Regions from separate parts of the Gossypium raimondii genome. Here region 1 is linked to region 2. The links are chromatin contacts, called in public Hi-C maps. All regions are on one chromosome and are shown on one strand. The core of a region is the stretch at or near the end of the contact, and the rest is flanking DNA. Distances in the headings are between cores, read along the strand shown.

Evidence for each region. A called contact is a pair of places that touch in the nucleus more often than the background predicts.
Region 1: a Hi-C map of leaf shows a contact between it and region 2, with 3 times the contacts expected there. The contact joins the promoter of LOC105791764 here to the promoter of LOC105791755 in region 2. A contact is called at or near these places in 2 of 2 Hi-C or Micro-C datasets (both in leaf).

Annotation. Positions count from the first base shown.
Region 1 is chr8:47,492,580-47,496,301 of ASM2569854v1, reverse strand. It overlaps LOC105791764 (protein TAB2 homolog, chloroplastic), which reads left to right and starts at 1,528. Exons shown (of 5, transcript XM_012619978.2): 1 at 1,528-2,057; 2 at 2,158-2,227; 3 at 2,569-2,740; 4 at 2,923-3,066; 5 at 3,216-3,589. The coding sequence starts at 1,576. The coding sequence ends at 3,475. LOC105791765 (hypothetical protein) reads right to left here and starts at 859. Exons shown (of 14, transcript XM_012619983.2): 1 at 729-859; 2 at 349-386; 3 at 149-271; 4 at 1-45. The coding sequence starts at 186. It overlaps LOC105791763 (hypothetical protein), which reads right to left. Exons shown (of 13, transcript XM_012619977.2): 13 at 3,651-3,722.
Region 2 is chr8:47,299,505-47,302,831 of ASM2569854v1, reverse strand. LOC105791755 (alpha-N-acetylglucosaminidase) reads right to left here and starts at 1,298. Exons shown (of 19, transcript XM_012619969.2): 1 at 797-1,298; 2 at 541-614; 3 at 74-285. The coding sequence starts at 1,057.

The DNA of each region.
Region 1 (3,722 bases), core at 279-2,778, 190 kb before region 2:
AGAGTCCTATAGTGATTATCAGTCCATTCCATCATGGGAGCTACGCTGCAAACCGTACAATAAAAATACATTCTCATTAGTAGGGTGTTTGAAGCCAAAAAAAAAAGGGGGAACAAGGCGGGGGGAAGCCATAGATGTTATTACGTACCTAAATAGAGGAGGAAGATAGCGACTAGCACCCATCATGTCTTCTGTATGTAATTCAACGTTTTGGTAATAAGAAGCGACCCTTGATTTAGTTGAATGGTTGAAAGGTATATTTCTAGAAAATCTGCGGGGGGTTTTCAGGATAATAGAATGAAAAGGTGTAAATGACGATATCATCAAAGAATAAGCTGAAAACTTCACCATCCTTTTAACCAGACAAAGGCTGCTCCTCTAGGTACCTATCCATTAAAGGAAGCTAGATCATACATTCAAATTATACCAGCAATAGCTATAAACTTTTGCTACTGCGCACTTAATGACAAAAACTATCTTAAATTTCCATTTCCTTTTTTGTTAAAATAACTCCAAACTAAGAAAAATAGACGAACTAGCATATATATGCATGTATTGCTTATAAATGAAACAATTGATGTGTAAGGAAACATATGTAACTTTAGAAGACAGGGGTTCTAAGAGACATTTAATCGAACAGTTGAAGAACGCACACGACGACACACACGATAGTACTAACTGCTTAACAAAATGAAAGAAATGAAGATGTTGAAAGACTAAAAGCTTACATTCATTACACAGGAGATATGGGTTTTGCTTGTTGTTTAACAGTCGGCTGCTGGAAGGCGCTGCAGGGAGGAGGAGCCGAGGAAAAAGATAAAGTGTCCAAACTTCCAGATCTCCTCAGTTCAATCCTCACATAATGAAGCAGCGGCCATTTAAAGCCTTTTCTTTTTCTTTCACTTTTTATTTGAATTGGGTTAATTTCATCAAATGTCCCTAAACTATTGCTCAAATTTCAAATTGGTTCAAAACTTCAAACTAAAGTATGAATAATACTTTTGTAAGCATAACAGTTTGGAAGTTATTTTGTAGATCAAATATGACTTTAAAGTGGATGAAATTTTAAATAGGTGAGAATCTATTCCATGTATAATTTGGATTTAATAGTAAAAAAGAATAGTCGATTTAAATTTTAATGTTACTATATGTTTTCTTTTTAAAACGATGGAATAAAAATTAAATACGTGATAAAATTATACTTTAGTTCTCTAAATTTATGTTTCAATACCGATCCACCTTAAAAAAAATGTATTTTAAATATACACTATGTTATATTCAAGCTTTCTTTTATCCTCTAAGATGATGGTTAAGCTAATAGAAGGATTTGATTGATACAATAATGATATTCTAAAAGTCAATCAGAACATTTTGAAGTTCAGGATCAATTTAGAATTTTAGCAATAATTTGGGGATATCTTGTGTGAATTAACCCTTTAAACGGGCTAAGCTCTTGGCCCAAAGTTGAAATGGATGCTCTATCCAAAAACTCAGCCCATCTCTGCCAACAGATATATGTGTGGTTCACGTTCTACTATAACTGAAAACCCGCCATCATCTTCACACTGCCTTTCCATGGCAACTCTAAGCTTCAATTCCACACGAATCAAATCCCCATCTCTCCAATCCCACAAACCCTTCTCCAAATCCCACTTTTCCACAAAACCCAACAACGTACCATTCCTTTTTCCATCTAAAACCCACCCACAGCTCCACCATTTTAAACCAAATTCCATATCCGAAAGCTCAGTGTCAGTGCCTGAAGAAGCTTTTGATGACGCTGAAGAAGACGACCCAACTTCAGAATTGAGCTACCTTGACTCAGAGACCGATCCCTCGAGTGTTACAGAGTGGGAGCTGGATTTTTGCTCAAGGCCGATTCTAGATATTAGAGGCAAGAAGATATGGGAACTGGTAGTGTGTGACAGTTCGCTTTCCCTTCAATATACCAAGTACTTTCCCAACAATGTTATCAATAGTGTTACTTTAAAAGATGCTATGGAAACCATAAGTGAGGATTTAGGTGTCCCTTTGCCAGAAAAAGTCCGCTTCTTCAGGTCAGTTTTACAATCTTCTTGTAACATATATGCAAATATTTACTATATTGTTAGCATACTCAATTATCTTAATTGATTTCTGTTCTTCTTGGATTTATAGGTCACAAATGCAAACCATAATTACAAAGTCATGTAAAGAGCTTGGTATAAAGCCTGTTCCGAGTAAACGGGTGAGTTCTGAATCTTTCTCTTAAAGGATTCATGAAGGGTACAAGAGAAGTGGATATAGATGCTTGTTTTCCAGTCAAATTTTGCTATCAGTTCATATATTATGCGCAGATTTATTATTCCCTATATACTCATTGAATTTGGAAATTTCAGCAAAATGGTTAAATTTATTAACTAAAATATCTTGTGATTATTACGTGGAAAGAATTAGCCATGTGATAATATGTTTGTGGCAGAGGATTTTGGAATTTGCAAAACTTAACCTATAAACTTCAGTTTTTAGCTTCTAATTCCAAACATGATAATGTATACTTATGTTAAATGGTTCTTGTCCTTTTTTCAGTGTCTGTCACTGCTTCTTTGGTTGGAAGAACGTTATGAGACTATATACATGCGCCATCCTGGTTTTCAAAAAGGTTCCAAGCCACTTTTGGCATTAGATAACCCTTTCCCAATGGAACTTCCAAAGAACTTATTTGGAGAAAAATGGGCATTTGTCCAGTTACCTTTTTCAGGTATATCTTTCACATCTAATGGCGTTAAACAATGCATTTACAAGGCCCTGGAACTGTTCTTCTTGTTATTTAGCTGTTGGATGAATATTTGTGCCAAAGAAGATGACAGTGTCTTCATTTCTAAGCTAAAATGTTAGTAGTACCCTGCTCTCTTTTCACACCCTTCTCTTGTTCCATTGTAGCTATTCGAGAGGAGATTTCGTCGTTGGATGAAAGGTTCGTGTTTGGTGCTGGTTTAGATTTGGATTTGCTGGGAATTGAAGTTGATGAGAATACATTGATTCCAGGACTTGCAGTGGCTTCTTCACGTGCAAAACCATTGGCAGGCAGGTTTACTATCTCTTTCAATATTTCCTCCTTTACCATTAGAAATAGCTGTTGGAAGTTTGTTTCTCAATTATTGGCTTCACAATTCAATTATGGGGTTTTTCTTGAAAATTAAATTTTAAGGTTGAATGAAAATGTGTTGGTGCAGCTTGGATGAATGGATTGGAAGTGTGTTCAGTAGAGGCTGATACCAGTCGCGGTTGCTTGATCCTATCCGTTGGAATATCTACTCGTTACGTTTATGCAACCTATAAGAAAACTCCGACAACTACAAGTGAAGCTGAAGCTTGGGAAGCAGCAAAGAAGGCATGTGGAGGATTACATTTCCTTGCTATCCAAGAGGACTTGGACTCTGATGATTGTGTAGGTTTCTGGCTCTTGTTGGACTTGCCCCCACCCCCTGTATAATTATTATCAATTTGAAGAAATAAATATGAATACTTATATTTTGATTCTAAACTTCAAAAAATGTTTTGCTGATTATTGATTCCAAGTATTATAACCAATTAGTTCTTTTTTCAAGTTTGATGAACTGCAAAAAGAGGAATCAAAAGTGAGGTTAGATGTTGAGAAGGATGGGATGTGTAAAAGAGAATTGGACAGTTCCATTCCAACCACTACAATAAGAAAACGCCATACAGCCTTGGATTCTTCA
Region 2 (3,327 bases), core at 49-2,548:
GATGTTAAGCAAACATACAATGATCATGATGATTGGAAGGAGTGAAGGCAGGAACAAAGATTCATATACTTACAACTAGAAGTAACAACATTTTGGTAATAGTTCCATGGCACTGGCCGTTGAATCAACACACCGCCGTCTTTTACAAGGGGCAATGACCCTGGCTTGGGAACAGAGGCTAACTGCACACCACCAGTCTTGTCCCAAGATACATGAGCACCACAGAAATATTTAATATACCAGTGGAGGCCAGAGGCAATTTCAACTGCTGTGGTACCTTTAATTCTGGAGTTGAAAAAGAGCAGCATAAAAAATGCCAAAACAGTTAAAGCATTTTAAACTGTCTTACTTAAAATGAAGCAAAAAAGAGGGCGAAAACCATAGTGTCATCTTTTTAATGAGGAATGACATTACCTACATGTTGTAGGATATGATCACTAGTCAAATTAATTAAAATCCTAGAAGTTCAGAACAACACAACCAAGCATAAAAAGACATCCATCCTCACACTCAACAATTACAAAACTGATTTGCACATACAGTATCTCGGGTCCATTTTCAGTAGGGCCATCGTAATTTTCTATCAAAAAGCAACCTTGTCCGCCACAAACATCCTGATACTCGGAACAGAAAACACTAAAAGTCAAAGATAGTAACAACAGCAGCAGCAACACGTCAAATTGCAATTATGCTAATTTCCTTTTAAGGAGCCAATAACTAATTCTTCCTTGCAACGACTGGCAGTAACAGGAACTAGCAAACCAAACCCAATTGAAATTAGATTCAAAGGAAATACCTTGGAGACAATCTTAAAGTGGAAACTGAGCAAATGGGTAGGGAGCAATCTTCCCAAAACGGCTTTAGCAGCCGATTCTTGAACAGATGGAGACGAGCGTTTGGAATCTAACCGAGTGAGTGATGGCTGAATTGCTTCCGTTGTTGAAAAGGATTGCGGCAGTCGCGTTATAAACAAGATGAAGATGATAATTAATACATCACCAATGATGAATTTCATTGTGGGGGAATTGTTCAGAATTCTGATAATTGCAACTGCCATATGCAATTGCTTCCAAAATAACAAGGCTTAATCTTCATTATCATCATTTTCACCCTTGTTTATACCGCGCGTAACTTGTTCAAGTGAAGCAAACGAAAAACAGAATCCCCAAGAGTAAACAGTCAAGACTGACACGAGCGTCATGTTTGTACGTGCCGCCTGTTTAACACTTATTGTGGCGGTCCTCGTTATCTTTATTGCTGGTATTTGTTTCTATATGATTCTTCAATCATGTGATGGAATTTCAACTTATTCAAACTTTTTCGAAAAATTTGGTTAACCTTCTCTCATCTTTTTATACTCAATTAAGCTATGAATTAGTTCTCTTTAACTGAAGTTAACAAACGCCACATTAGCACCGTTTATTGATATGCCATGTCATTGTCAAGTACCAGGTCAGCAAAAATAAATAAATATATTTTAAAAATACTTTTAAGATGTGTATATAATGAATTTGAAAATGATTGTCCCTACTCATTTGAATTTGGACATCCATATGTTTAGATAGATTCTAGAATTATATAATACATAAAAAAATTAATAATTATAAGAAATTAATTAAACAAAGTAAATTTTATAAATAAAATAATTTAAAAACCCATAAAATTAGAAAAAATTATTTATAAAATGATTAGAAATTAAATAAAAACCATAACATTTTATAAAAAGTTTCTTTTATAAAATTTTATAAAAAAATAATTTTCTCATTTTATTAAATTATTTGACTAATATAACTTGCATAAATTGAAAATGAGAGGCAAAAATATAACAAAAATTTTGTTAATCTTGATTTTATGATATAAGTAGTTGATTTTCGTTTTATATTAAAATATAAAAAGTAAATTGTTTTTGTTAAATTTTATAAAATTTCATAATTTTAATTAATTTCTAATAAAGATAAATGATTTTTAATTTTTATAATTTTTTATGTATTTTATAATTCTAGAATGAATCTAAACAAATAGGTGTCCAAATTCATTGTGTATTTATCTTAAAAATAATTTTAAAGTATTTTTAATTTTTTAAATTTCGTATTTTGTTGACATGGCAATGTTAGGTTAGCACTAGGCAATGTCAGGCATTGTCACGTTAGCACCCGATGATGATATGGTATTGTCACGCCATCACTTAACGGTGATGTGGCAACATCATGTCAACATAACATTGTTAACATGGCATCTATTAATGGCTACATCAATGTTGCCAAAAACTATCGCTCAGCGCTAGTCAAAGTGTTGATTTGGCTAGTTTTGCTAGTTCAATGACTCAATTAAGTGCAAAAAGTTGGAAGGGGCTTAATTGATTTTTTTTTCAAAAATGTTTGAGGGCTTATTTTACCAATAAACCTAAGATTTTATATATATATATATATATATATATATATATATATATATTCTACTAAGGTTTTTTTTCCATCCATAATGTGGGTATGCTGTAAAACTGGTTTCAATGTTGTTTGAACTAGAGCAGATTAGTTGGTTGAATCGATTGGACTAGGAACCAGTCGAGGTGCCAGTACAAAGAGTGTCTTTGAATCAGTTAGACCAAGAATCAGTACAAACCGATTGAACCGGATAAAAGATAGGTTGAATCGATGGTTGAACCGGCTAAAACTGATTGAATTGATGGTTGAATTGATTTTTTAAAATTTTAAAATTTTAAAATTTTTTAATTGGTCCAGTTTAAAAACATTGTTTGGTCTATATTAAGCCCAGTTAGCACCACAAATCAATTGAACACCAACTTAGTTAGTAAATTATTAGAATACCGCTTTATAAGTCAAATATAAAATTAACTTTTTATATATTATAAATCAATAAAAAATCAATTATAGTAATATTTGAATTTGTGACATCAAGGATAACAAATTAACAAATATTTAACTTGACCATTTAAACCAAAACATCATTTAATTTTGGGTAAACTACTTAATTAGTCACTGAACTTTTTGCATGTTTCTATTTTGGTCATTAGATTATGAAATTTTTCAATTTAATCACCATTCTATTCAAATTTGTTTTTTTAGTCACTGTGTCATTAAGTCTGAAATAGCTAGATGACATGGTTGTTGTAAACTCTATGAATGTCACTCGCCTATTAGGGTATTTTGTTTTGGTTATGCAACTATAATTTTTTTTGATTTAGTTACTAAAGTTTTTGAAATTAGATTTTTTAGTCACCATGCCGTTAAGTTAATAACAGAAGCTTGAAGTGGTATTTTTTATTGGCCTAATAACAAAAATTTTCGTTCAATATTTATACATTTTATT